Regions from separate parts of the Mus musculus genome. Here all the other regions are linked to region 1. Evidence: chromatin contacts called from public ChIA-PET and Hi-C data. All regions are on one chromosome and are shown on one strand. The core of a region is the stretch at or near the end of the contact, and the rest is flanking DNA. Distances in the headings are between cores, read along the strand shown.

Region 1 (3,455 bases), core at 542-3,041:
GAAGGGCCTCTCTGAGGAGACCCGGAGGCAGTTAAAGAAAATAACTAGCTAATTTGCTGCTTAGTCAGGCGTGGGTCTATCTCACATTCTAAAACTGAGGTAACAGCTGATGTGATTTAAGAGCCCACGGAGATAAAATGAAGTGTAATTACTTCACGTTATTTTATTTTCTGTGACATTCATGCAAGACACCCCTACTCCACTTTCACCTGCATCAGAAATGCTCTCTCTCCACTAATGTGCACTGCAATCTTCCCAGGCCTGTCTGTGCCTGACTGGGCTCCATGACGTCTGGCCATGATGGGCCAGCTTTGGGGAGTCCTTAGTGCCTCAAAGAGGGCAGACTTTGAGGGACAAAGAAAGAAGGGTAACTAAGACATTCTGTATCTCTCTTACACACACACACACACACACACACACACACAGAGAGAGAGAGAGAGAGAGAGAGAGAGAGAGAGAGAGAGAGAGAGAGAGAGCAAGAAAACCACATCCAGTCTGGACTGAAAAAGCAACGGTGAAGGGTGACTACCCCACCCAGTAAATCAAGATGTGGGATTCAAACCACTTCCGCCCTCAGCTTCAGGTCAAGAGCGTCACGTATCTGCATAAGACCTCACAGGGGCGGAGTTGCTGCTGCCAGGATGGGAGTGCAAAACCCCACTCAGGTGACAGGTCACACACCCATGGACACAGCCAAGTAGAGGAGAGGCCAGAATGAAATGACAGATCTGTTCACCTCACGAGACAGGACCACTGGACTCCATTCTCCAAGATCCCAAGGACACAGAGGTGTATAGGCCACAGTCCTTGAACCAAACCAAGATGGCTCTGGCACCAATTCCTGCTGAGCTTCTGCAATGTTCTATACCCATCTCCTAGGCCTGAGATTCTCTCTATGTAGGGACCCCTCATGGACTCAGACACTGAACCCACAGGGTATATTAAGAGGCTCAGACCCGGGCTGAGGCAGTGACTCAGCTAGTGAATGGAGTTTACCCTGACATGGCCTGATGACCAAACGCCCACCCCTGGAACTCATGTAAAGGTAGCAGGAGAAAACCAACTCCACAACATTGTCTCTGCCTACACACACACACACACACACACACACACACACACACACACTACAGAATGTGCGTCCACATACACTAACTTCAATGATAACATAATAGAGGTGACTTTTGAAGGGGTCCAGCCCTTCACTTCAGAGGGCATACTGGTTGACGGCCAGTAGCCCTCTTTGTGCAGAAGGCTCTCTCTACCGCTGGCAGGCATTCCCCATTATCCCAGATGCAAGGAGCCTTAGAGACCACAGTTCTTAGTTTTAGGTGCTGAAGCTACTAAGCTCCTTTCCATCGGATTCCCCATCCCCTTGGGGAGCTTATGATGTTGCTCCAGTGAACTGGCCCACGCCTGCCTGCTGTGCAAGGATCCCAGGTTGTCAGTCTCTCGTCTGCAGACAACTGCAGCCCCTGCGGCGTTACCCAGTCTCAGCTGTGTCTGTAATGTCTATGCAGGCTTATAGACTGGGTCAATTCTTTCTCTCCTTCTGATCTCATCTCTAAAGTGGGGAGGCTAGACAGAGGAAGAGCTTACTCCTTTTCCACATTTGGCTTTGTGTCTGTCCCCAGGGACACCCCGGAGCAAGGACTCAGCCAGTAAGGGCAACAACGCCACAGCAGTCGTGAATGGAAGAGAAGCCCTATGTTTCCACGTTCTGGGTCCAGTGTGCATTCTGTGCCCTAGAGACAGAGACAGGGAGGCAACCCCACAGCCTGAGATGAGGAAGTACGCTCTCCACATCTGAGCTACTTCTAGGGTGAGGGAGGGGCCTCAACTTGATGGTTTCTAGGGAGAGAGAGTTTGTGGCAGGAAGCAGGCCAGAAAAAAAAAAAAAAACCTAAAAACAAAAACAAAACCAGAATCAGCCGGGGAACATCAGCTTGCCACACAGCCTCCCAGGACCTTGGTGGAGAGTCACTGGTACAATGCATCCCCAGAAGTCTTGGAAGGAGACGGGGGTGGGGGTGGGGTGGGGGTGGGGGTGGGGGTGGGGGGGGGCGGGGGGGGCGGGGGGGGAGGAGAGTAGGTTGGGGTTGGGCACTTTCAGGAAAGCTACTGACATGGCTGGGGACAAATAGCATTGTGCAACTTCAGATAAGGTGTGAAGCAGGTGAGACCACATTCAGCTCACACTCAGCGAGAAGGGCTCCTCTTCCTCAGGAACTGGAGCACAGATGTCTACCGTGGTAGCCAGATCTGAGTTGAGGCTCCTCCACCTGTAAACTGGAGGCCTTGGTATTTTGTGGATGTTTCAAGCCCAGGCCTTCGTTTCCTGAGAATAACAACAACTCCTCTTTCAGCATAGGGCCACAAGGTTTAAAAGGTTTGAGTGCTTGGCATATATTAGGGCTCAGCCAACGGCTGCAGAGATGAAGGCTGGAGACTCGGGGAATGCCCAGAAACTCTTTTGATTATTTTGCTGTCTCAAGGGGTCCAGATCTGCAACTGACTCAGAAATATGCCCCACCTCTCCACCCCATCCCCAATTCTTCCTCTAACCCCCACTCCTCCCTGTCCCCCACCCCACCCCATCTCTCTTCTCTGTCTCTCTGTCTCTGTCTCTGTCTGTCTCTGTCTGTCTCTGTCTCTCTCTGTCTCTCTGTCTCTCTGTCTCTCTGTCTCTCTGTCTCTCTCTCTCTGTGTGTGTGTGTGTGTGTGTGTGTGTGTGTGTGTGTGTGTGTATGTGTAAAAGAGAAACAACTGTCCTTCCTGGTCTTCCCCAGACATAAGAAAACAATAGGTACACCCCTCACACACACACACACACACACACACACACACACAAAATACAGCAAGCTGGAGGAAAGCAAGCAGCACACAGCCAGCCTCCTCTGCTCCAGCAGCAGCAGCAGAGCCAGGATCACCTGCAGGTACCACAGTAGCAATGCCCAGAGTTTCTGGTGCCTCCTAGAGCTCCTCTTGGGATGACTGATGCCATATTAGGAACTCAGAGTGGCCTAAGAAGGAGCACTGAGGAGTGTGTGCTGCTGGCCCTTGAAAGGTTGGCCTCCCAGAGTTCTGCTGAGTGCTGGAGATGGAAATGAACGACAGAGTCCTGGTTGGGGGGGAGACCCACACCACCCCAGAAAGGCTCCCTTGTAGCAGGGAAGTAACTTCCTCTCACTGGGCCCCAGCTCTTCTACAGGAAATGAGGGGCGTGCCTTAAGTGAGATCTCAGAGCCCCTCTAGCCATGGGATGACACTGAATGTGGCTGGGCACTTCCCAGGCTTCAGTCCTATTCAAGAAGCACAGGCTGTGGCCTGTGTACCAGGCACCTGTGCCGACCCGGGAGGAGATGGCACATCCTGTTTGCTACTGCCACTGTAAGCTCAGGGCCTCATGAAGGCAGACATGTCTACACTTAAATTTAAACGTGGACGGTCTCAGACCC
Region 2 (3,376 bases), core at 862-3,361, 300 kb after region 1:
TTTCACTTGAGATAACACAACGGATCCACTCCTGCCCTCCCTAGAGTGAACCTCTGTTTACTGGACAGAATTGCCAGCACTCAGGTGCGCTCCTGCTCCTAGCAGCTTTGAGCACAAGAAGGCCGAAGGTTCCCTCCCCCATGACATCCCAGCCTCAGCAAAGCCCTCCTCATGGAGTTGATCCTCACAGAACACGGGCTACATACATCGAAACAGCAAAGAGAACATTTGAAAACAATTTTTGTATTCCAAGCTCAGCTTGATCCCCAACGGCAAATTACAATCATCTCCTCGTTACTCTGAAGTCTGGCTTCATTTCCAACTTCCCTCCACCCGCAACTCGCTCTGAGTTCTCAGGCACCTGCTTATTTGCACAGCAGAAGCAGTTTTTAGGGTCCCACTTTGCATCTACGGTAGCAGACTGGGCAATTTAGAGCGAAATGGAAGCGAGCTGTGTGCAGCCTATTAGGAGTAAGACCCTCCAGGTGGCCTCTTAGCTCTTTTAGCGCTTGTGGCTGGCTCAGCATCACAGAATGTTCCCTGAGACCCCGGTGCGCCCCCCAGCTGAAGCCTGAAATTCCACCCTCTGGTTTTTCTAGCTATTAAACTGCAAATCACCCAAGGGGAAAATAAATGAGTATCTCTGGTCTGCGGTAAGTAACAGATTTTGATGGTGAAAAAAGGGAAGAGGGAAGAACGGGGTGGAGAGGGAAGGGAAGACAGCTGGCTTCTAGCGTACTCTTCACTTCCTGTCCAAGTGCCACAGAATCTTCACATCCTCCTTATAAAGAAGAGTCCTGGATTGACCTCAGGATGGAGGGTGGTGGTGGTGGAGGTGGTGGCGGCATCTCTCCATGTTCCCATCAGTCTCGGGAGTCAGGCCTCAGGCCTCCACTTTCTGCCATGATGCACCCCTCCCACACTGCTAAGCAGGGACTGTTGAGAGGTACAACTGTCATCCCTTAGGGTACAGGACACTCCAGTCCTACTCTGAGAAACAGAATTATGTCTCCCTTCAACTTTACACATTAAAATACTACTACCCCAACACCCTGTATTTGAAGCTGGCCTCGAATTCCCCATGTAGACAAGGATGACCTCGGACTTCTGATCCTCCTGCCTAAGTACTGAGATGACAGGAGTGTACCACCATTCTCTGATGGAGAGCAAACCTATGGCTTCATTCATTCTAGGCAAGGGTTCTAGCTGAGCTACAACCTCAGCCCTGGCAACAGGGTCTCCCCGAGAGGATGACACTTAAAATTAAGCCATTTAGAGTGGGTTGTTATCCAGTGTGGCTGGTGACTTTCAGAAGAGGAAGTCTGGATTGACAGAGTTCCCAGGTGTGGACCCCAGTGAAGAGGCTACAAGAAGGAGGCCCCAGAGGAACAGCCCTGCCCTCACCTGATCTTGGCCTTCCGGTACCCGAGCTGAGAGGAGATAGCCAGTAGGATCTAATCCTCAGCGCTTCCTCCCTGGTTTGTCAGCGTCATCCCTAAACCGGCTCTTTGGCAGGTCACCCAAGGGTCTCACTGCACTTGGTGGCTTGTATAAGAGTCTGCAATTATTTATGTATGATTATCTGGGACACTTTTATGTAGCCCAGGCTGAACTTGAACTCATTATGTAGGTGAAACTGGCCTCGAACTCCTGAACCTCCTGCTACTGCCTCTAGAGAGCTGGAACTATAAGGCTGCCCCAGCAGGCCTGGAGGAGAGGCGGCGTTTCTAACAGGCTTCCTGGCAGACACTGACACCTCTGTCCTTGCAACCCAGCTGCCACCTCTGTGCCCAGAGTCCAGTTTCTCTCAGAAGGGGATGTTGCCTTTAAGTAAGGACAACAAGATGGAGACAGGGTAGGGTGTTAAGGTTTGAGTCTAAAATACCCCCATGGGATCATGCACTGGGGGCGTGGCTGTCTGCCACTGATGGGCCTTTGGGAAATGACTGGATACTGAGGGTTCTAACCTAGACAGACAGTGGATGGATGTCCTGATGGAAGTGTGCTCTAAGCTTTATGAGAGGTGTGGAAAGGCAGGCGGTGGGGCCTGGTTAGAGGAAGTTGATCAGTGGAGGTTACCATGGGAACTCTACCTTGTCTTGGTCCCTTCCTGTGTCCCTTTTCTCTGCTTCCTGATTGCTGTGCTGTTAGCTGCTGGGCCACACCCTCCCTGCTGTGACATACTGAAATCTCTGAGCCTACTCCTTCCTCCTTTGAAGCTGTTTGAACCAGGTGCAGTGAAAACACTAAGCTTAGCATTAGTGGCGCACGCCTTTAGTCCTAGCACTTGGGAGGCAGAGGCAGGTGGATCCCTGAGTCTACAGAGCTAGTTCTAGGATAGCCAGGGCTACACAGAGAAACCCTGTCTCAAGACAAAACAAACAAATAAACAAACAAGAATGTTATGGAACATAAACACAAAAGGACGTGAAAGGCTGGCACAGGGAAAAGACAAAAACCAGGGTGTATCTAGGTTGAGGTTTGCAGGCAGAAAGGTCAGAGTGATGCAAAGTTGCTGGATTTCAAGATGGAGCCAAGGAGTGGGAAGAGCAAGGAGCTCTTCTCTCTGCGTCTTAACTGGGATTCTGGCCCATCCACCCACAGCACACTTGCACTGTACAGGGCTGGAAGATAATGATTGCTGGTCTATTGCCCTTCCTTTTGTTTCTTCAGTGCTAGGTATGGAACCTGGGGTCTGAAGTGTGTGAGGCTGTTACATAAGCCACCAAATTTGTAAGAACTGGTTAAGGAAGTAGAAGGAAGCTATCAAAGGCCAGAATTTGACAAAAATCCCAAGCCAGGCAGGGTGCACATGGTTTGAGTTGCTTGCTGGAGTTGGTAGCTTTTTTTTTTCTTCCAGATTTTTTATTTCATGTGTGGGTTATTTTGCGTGTAATGTCTGTACATCATGTGTATGCAGTGCCTGTGGAGGCCAGAAGAGGGCGTTGCATCCCTTGGAACTGGTGTTACAGACAGCTGGAAGTTAACATGGGCTAGGAACCAAACCTGGGTCCTCTGTATAAGTAGCCAATGCGTTTATGCACTAAGCCATCTCTTCAGCCCCTGAAGGCTTTTTTTTTGGGGGGGGGGAGCAGTTCAGAGGTGTGTACTTCATTCTCTAAATGATTCCAGGATAACTTCCTAAAATATGTAGGCAATTTGACCTTAAACTATGTTCATTTCGACCAGTGAGAAGGCTAAGAAAAGTGAACATGTGGATTTCATTTAGATAAGATACACAATGATTAGAAGGAGTCAATGAAACAAGAGAGCTCCAATTTGGTCTGTTGTGGGTAATTATATTAATTATGACTATGAGTTCTCTATTGATATTTGTTATAGGATATTGTTAGCCAAAGCTTAAAAAAATGTATCT
Region 3 (3,414 bases), core at 620-3,119, 430 kb before region 1:
TCTAGTCCTCTCCAGCCCCTGGCACCTCCTGGAGAAGCCTTTTGTAAATCCTCCTCTCTGGATTACATCTGGGGCTCTCTCCCCCTCCCCACACCCCAGTCCTCTAACAGAACCACTTAATTACCACCAGGGAGACAGAAGTTCATTCACTCAGGGAACTCAGCTGAGAAACTGGGGCCTGGGATTAGAGTCTGTGTCACCTGATCCCGAGGCCTTTCCATTGAATCCCTGTCCCAGTTCCGCCTTTGATTCTCAGCTCTCTGCCTCTCCCGGCTTTTTTTCCAGCAACATGCCTCAGACTGGCTGAATCCTGAATGGCATTGCCTCCTTTGTCATCTGTACTGTATTGTGCAGTGTCACCTACCTTCAGCAGCTTGCTTCCCTGATGCTCCGGGATGAGAATGCCTTTAAGCCCCCATCAGTCTCTCTTCTCAGTGGCCTGTAATTCTGATTGCTTGTCTGTAAGTTCTTGAGACCCAACCCTTGGCCCACAGCTCAAGGGACTCTCAGGACATATGTATAAAATGCATGGATGAATAAATGCTGTAAATTCAGTGCCCCACCTCCATTTTCTTCCTAGTCAGCTGGACCTGCATGAAACAGTCCAGCAGATGCCCTGCTCTCTGGAAGTCAATCATGTATGAGTGACTCTGATAATTAGAGCCAGCCCCTTGCCTAAGACTTTCTAGCTCCCTGCCTTGAACCTCAGATGAACCAAACTCTATAAGAGTCTAGCAGTTTCTGTGTAGATTTTCATGTCTTTGTTCTTGCCATCATTTATCTACCCATCGAACACAGTCCACCCACCTGACCTCATCTATTCAGATCATCTATGTATTCACCCACCCATCCATCTGAGCACATGTCTCATCCAACAGACTTTTCTTGTATGCCAGGCTTTTTGTTCCTACCATCTCTGTGGCTCTCACATCCCCTGAAGAGTCCTCTGCAGCTGGCCAGAGAGTCATCCCTCTACCTCCCATCACTCCCAGAGAGGAAATGAAATATAGACTTCAAAGTCTTTACAAGGGGGATAGAACATAGCAAGAAGCCTACGATAACTATTATTGTAGAAGGGACTGAGTTGGTATTAAGCATGGTAGTGCAGGCCTGCCATCCCAGTACTTACTTAGAAGCCGAGCAGGATTGTGAGAATGGGGCCAGCCTGGCCTACAAAGCAAGGCCTTATCTCAACAAAATAAATAAATACATACATACATACACACACACACACACACACACACACACACACACACACACACATACATACATACATACATACATAAATGGTTTAAATTCCAAATCAAAATCAAACGAGACTCCTGAGTTTACTGAATGCTTTGTAAATGGCAGACACTTAATCGTCCTGAGTCAGGCTGGGCGACACGAAGGAAGATGGCCGTCTCTCAGAGCCGCACAAAGGGGCAAAAGTTTGTCTTTTTATCTTGTTCAGCAAAAAGATCAGAATTGTCAGAATAGAACTGGGGAGATGTAAAAGCAATTAATCAGGCCCCTGCCTCAGTGCTTAGCGCTCTTGCTCGACTTCTCTAGCTTAGCTTCCCCATCTTTCTTAGCTGAGAAGGCGAAGGAAGCAGCAGGTTTCTGAGACATTTTTTTGCTAATGGGCTGAAATATTACACCCATAATTATAGCCTAGCTGGGTTTTTTTTCTTCTTGCTCATTTTGTTTAGCATGGCAAACAGTGTATCTGATTACAGCCATTCATGTCTTCCTTAAGAAATGGGCTTTATCATACACGGCAGACGGGATCAGCCTACTCTGGGGAAATTGTCCAGGTTGAGGAAACCCTCTGCGGGCCTCTGAAGGGAAGTGGTGGGTGGCGGGGTGCTTCCTCTTAGTGTAGAGGAAGGCAGGCCAGGGAGGATGAAAGTGCAGCCTGTTCCCTTCTCTCCCTCCGCTGTCTCTGCTGACACAGGCCCTGTCCCCTTCTGCTCCTACCTCTGGCCCTTGTAAGATGTCCTCCTCTTTCTCTTCCCCTTGGAGCCTCACAATGGGAGTGTGGTGTGCTGGCTGACCCCACACGGCTTTACAAGATATCAAACATGGCAGAAACAGTTTGTGCCCGCACAGACTCTGTCTAGCTATAAAGACAAGGAATTATAATTACAATAAAATTAAGAAATTATAATTACAATAAAATTAAGATTATATAATTTCATGTCGTGATGTTACCGAACTTGAAGTCACAGTCTGTACCCCAAGGAGTCAGCTTCTGCCACCTCTCCTCAAGAAGAAATGAAACAAGTTAATAGAAAAGAATGCAGAAAAAAATGAGATTTGTTGAAATGTTCCCACTTTGGGAAGAGGAACAAAGAGCTCCAGAGTCTCACTCAAGTTTCAGTTGAGTGAAATGAGTCTGATGATCAACTGGAGGGCTACAGGTGTCTCTTCAGAATATATTCATTTCTGCCAGGCCAGTTACAATGACCTATGCATTAATAAGTAATAAGAATGAATAAACCAATAATAGCAGTAAGTATGAAATCACCTTTCCAACAAGGTTTATCCTGACCACCCTACTTAAAATTACACCCCCAGGCCTGGTATGGTGCCACACACGTTCTCATCTGGGAAGCGGAGGTAAGAGGATTAAGAGTTTGATGCCACCCAGACTGGAGCATTCTCCTAGCAGAGAGGGATTCTTCTCAAAACTAACTGACAAATATAAAGAGGGTACCCCCCATCAGTGATAATCACCCCCAAACTGCTGTATGGAAGCCATGTCACCTTGTAGAGTAGATATAATTTACTTAATGTATCCATTATCTGTCTCCTCCTCCCTGCTCCCTCCATAAAGAAGAAGAGTGTTGTCAGCGGCATTGGCTTTAGACACTGATATATCCTGTAGAGCAGCTAGGGGAACAGTTGACCTCCAAGGACTTGTGACAACATGGGAAAACATTTGAATGGTCACAACTGGAAGGACGTTGCCTGCAGCATCTGGTAAATAGAGGTCACTGATGCTGCTTGGCCTCCCACAATGCACTTCTCAGAACCATCCTTCCCAAATGCCCAAGGTCAGGACTCCCTGCAGTAGTGTGTGAGAGCATGTAGTAAGGGCTTCTAATTCACAAAGGTGACCTCAGAAAGCCCCTGTGAGAGGAGGGCCTGCTGTTGGAACTGGGTGCTGCTGTGGAATGCCACAGAAGGCAGTCTGACGTTATCCCATGTGATGTGGGAAAGCACGGGGTCAGATTTGAATGAGAACTTCTACTTTGAAGGAGCTCTGGTTCCCATTCAGGAAAACTTAGGGACTAGAGTGGAAGCAACATCCCTAGGAATGAGATGAGACAGTGGATCCTGCTGGAAACACAGTAGCTGAGCTGGGGACCAGAAAAACAAGGTGGGACATGGGCCAGCTGGGGGAGATGTCTGTAAGATAGAGTCACATAA

What was found. A called contact is a pair of places that touch in the nucleus more often than the background predicts. ChIA-PET counts read pairs in DNA pulled down with a chosen protein or histone mark.
Region 2: an RNA polymerase II ChIA-PET map of memory CD8 T cells shows a contact between it and region 1, with 8 read pairs. The contact joins two enhancer-like sites. A contact is called at or near these places in 1 of 484 Hi-C or Micro-C datasets (CD4 T cells), 1 of 115 datasets of contacts at active chromatin or transcription factors (memory CD8 T cells) and 1 of 9 other capture datasets (pancreatic islet).
Region 3: a Hi-C map of bone marrow-derived macrophages shows a contact between it and region 1, with 17 read pairs. The contact joins two enhancer-like sites. A contact is called at or near these places in 5 of 484 Hi-C or Micro-C datasets (B cells, bone marrow-derived macrophages, embryonic stem cells and 2 more) and 6 of 115 datasets of contacts at active chromatin or transcription factors (embryonic stem cells, pancreatic cancer cells and regulatory T cell precursor).

What each region holds. Positions count from the first base shown.
Region 1 is chr9:61,679,335-61,682,789 of GRCm38.p6, forward strand. No RefSeq gene overlaps it. Among named protein-coding and RNA genes, the nearest start is that of Gm34770, 20 kb to the left of the region's middle. Within about 2 kb of position 1,792, at least 110 of the 459 cell types and tissues checked have an H3K27ac peak or open chromatin away from gene starts, as enhancers often do. A contact at or near this core is called in B cells, bone marrow-derived macrophages, memory CD8 T cells and 1 more, where this site is marked.
Region 2 is chr9:61,981,315-61,984,690 of GRCm38.p6, forward strand. The region is part of intron 2 of Paqr5 (progestin and adipoQ receptor family member V); the gene reads right to left. The region is part of intron 1 of Gm35152 (a long non-coding RNA gene); the gene reads left to right. Among named protein-coding and RNA genes, the nearest start is that of Gm35152, 6.3 kb to the left of the region's middle. Within about 2 kb of position 2,112, at least 75 of the 459 cell types and tissues checked have an H3K27ac peak or open chromatin away from gene starts, as enhancers often do. A contact at or near this core is called in memory CD8 T cells, where this site is marked.
Region 3 is chr9:61,250,027-61,253,440 of GRCm38.p6, forward strand. No RefSeq gene overlaps it. Among named protein-coding and RNA genes, the nearest start is that of Gm51682, 5.7 kb to the right of the region's middle. Within about 2 kb of position 1,870, at least 73 of the 459 cell types and tissues checked have an H3K27ac peak or open chromatin away from gene starts, as enhancers often do. A contact at or near this core is called in B cells, bone marrow-derived macrophages and regulatory T cell precursor, where this site is marked.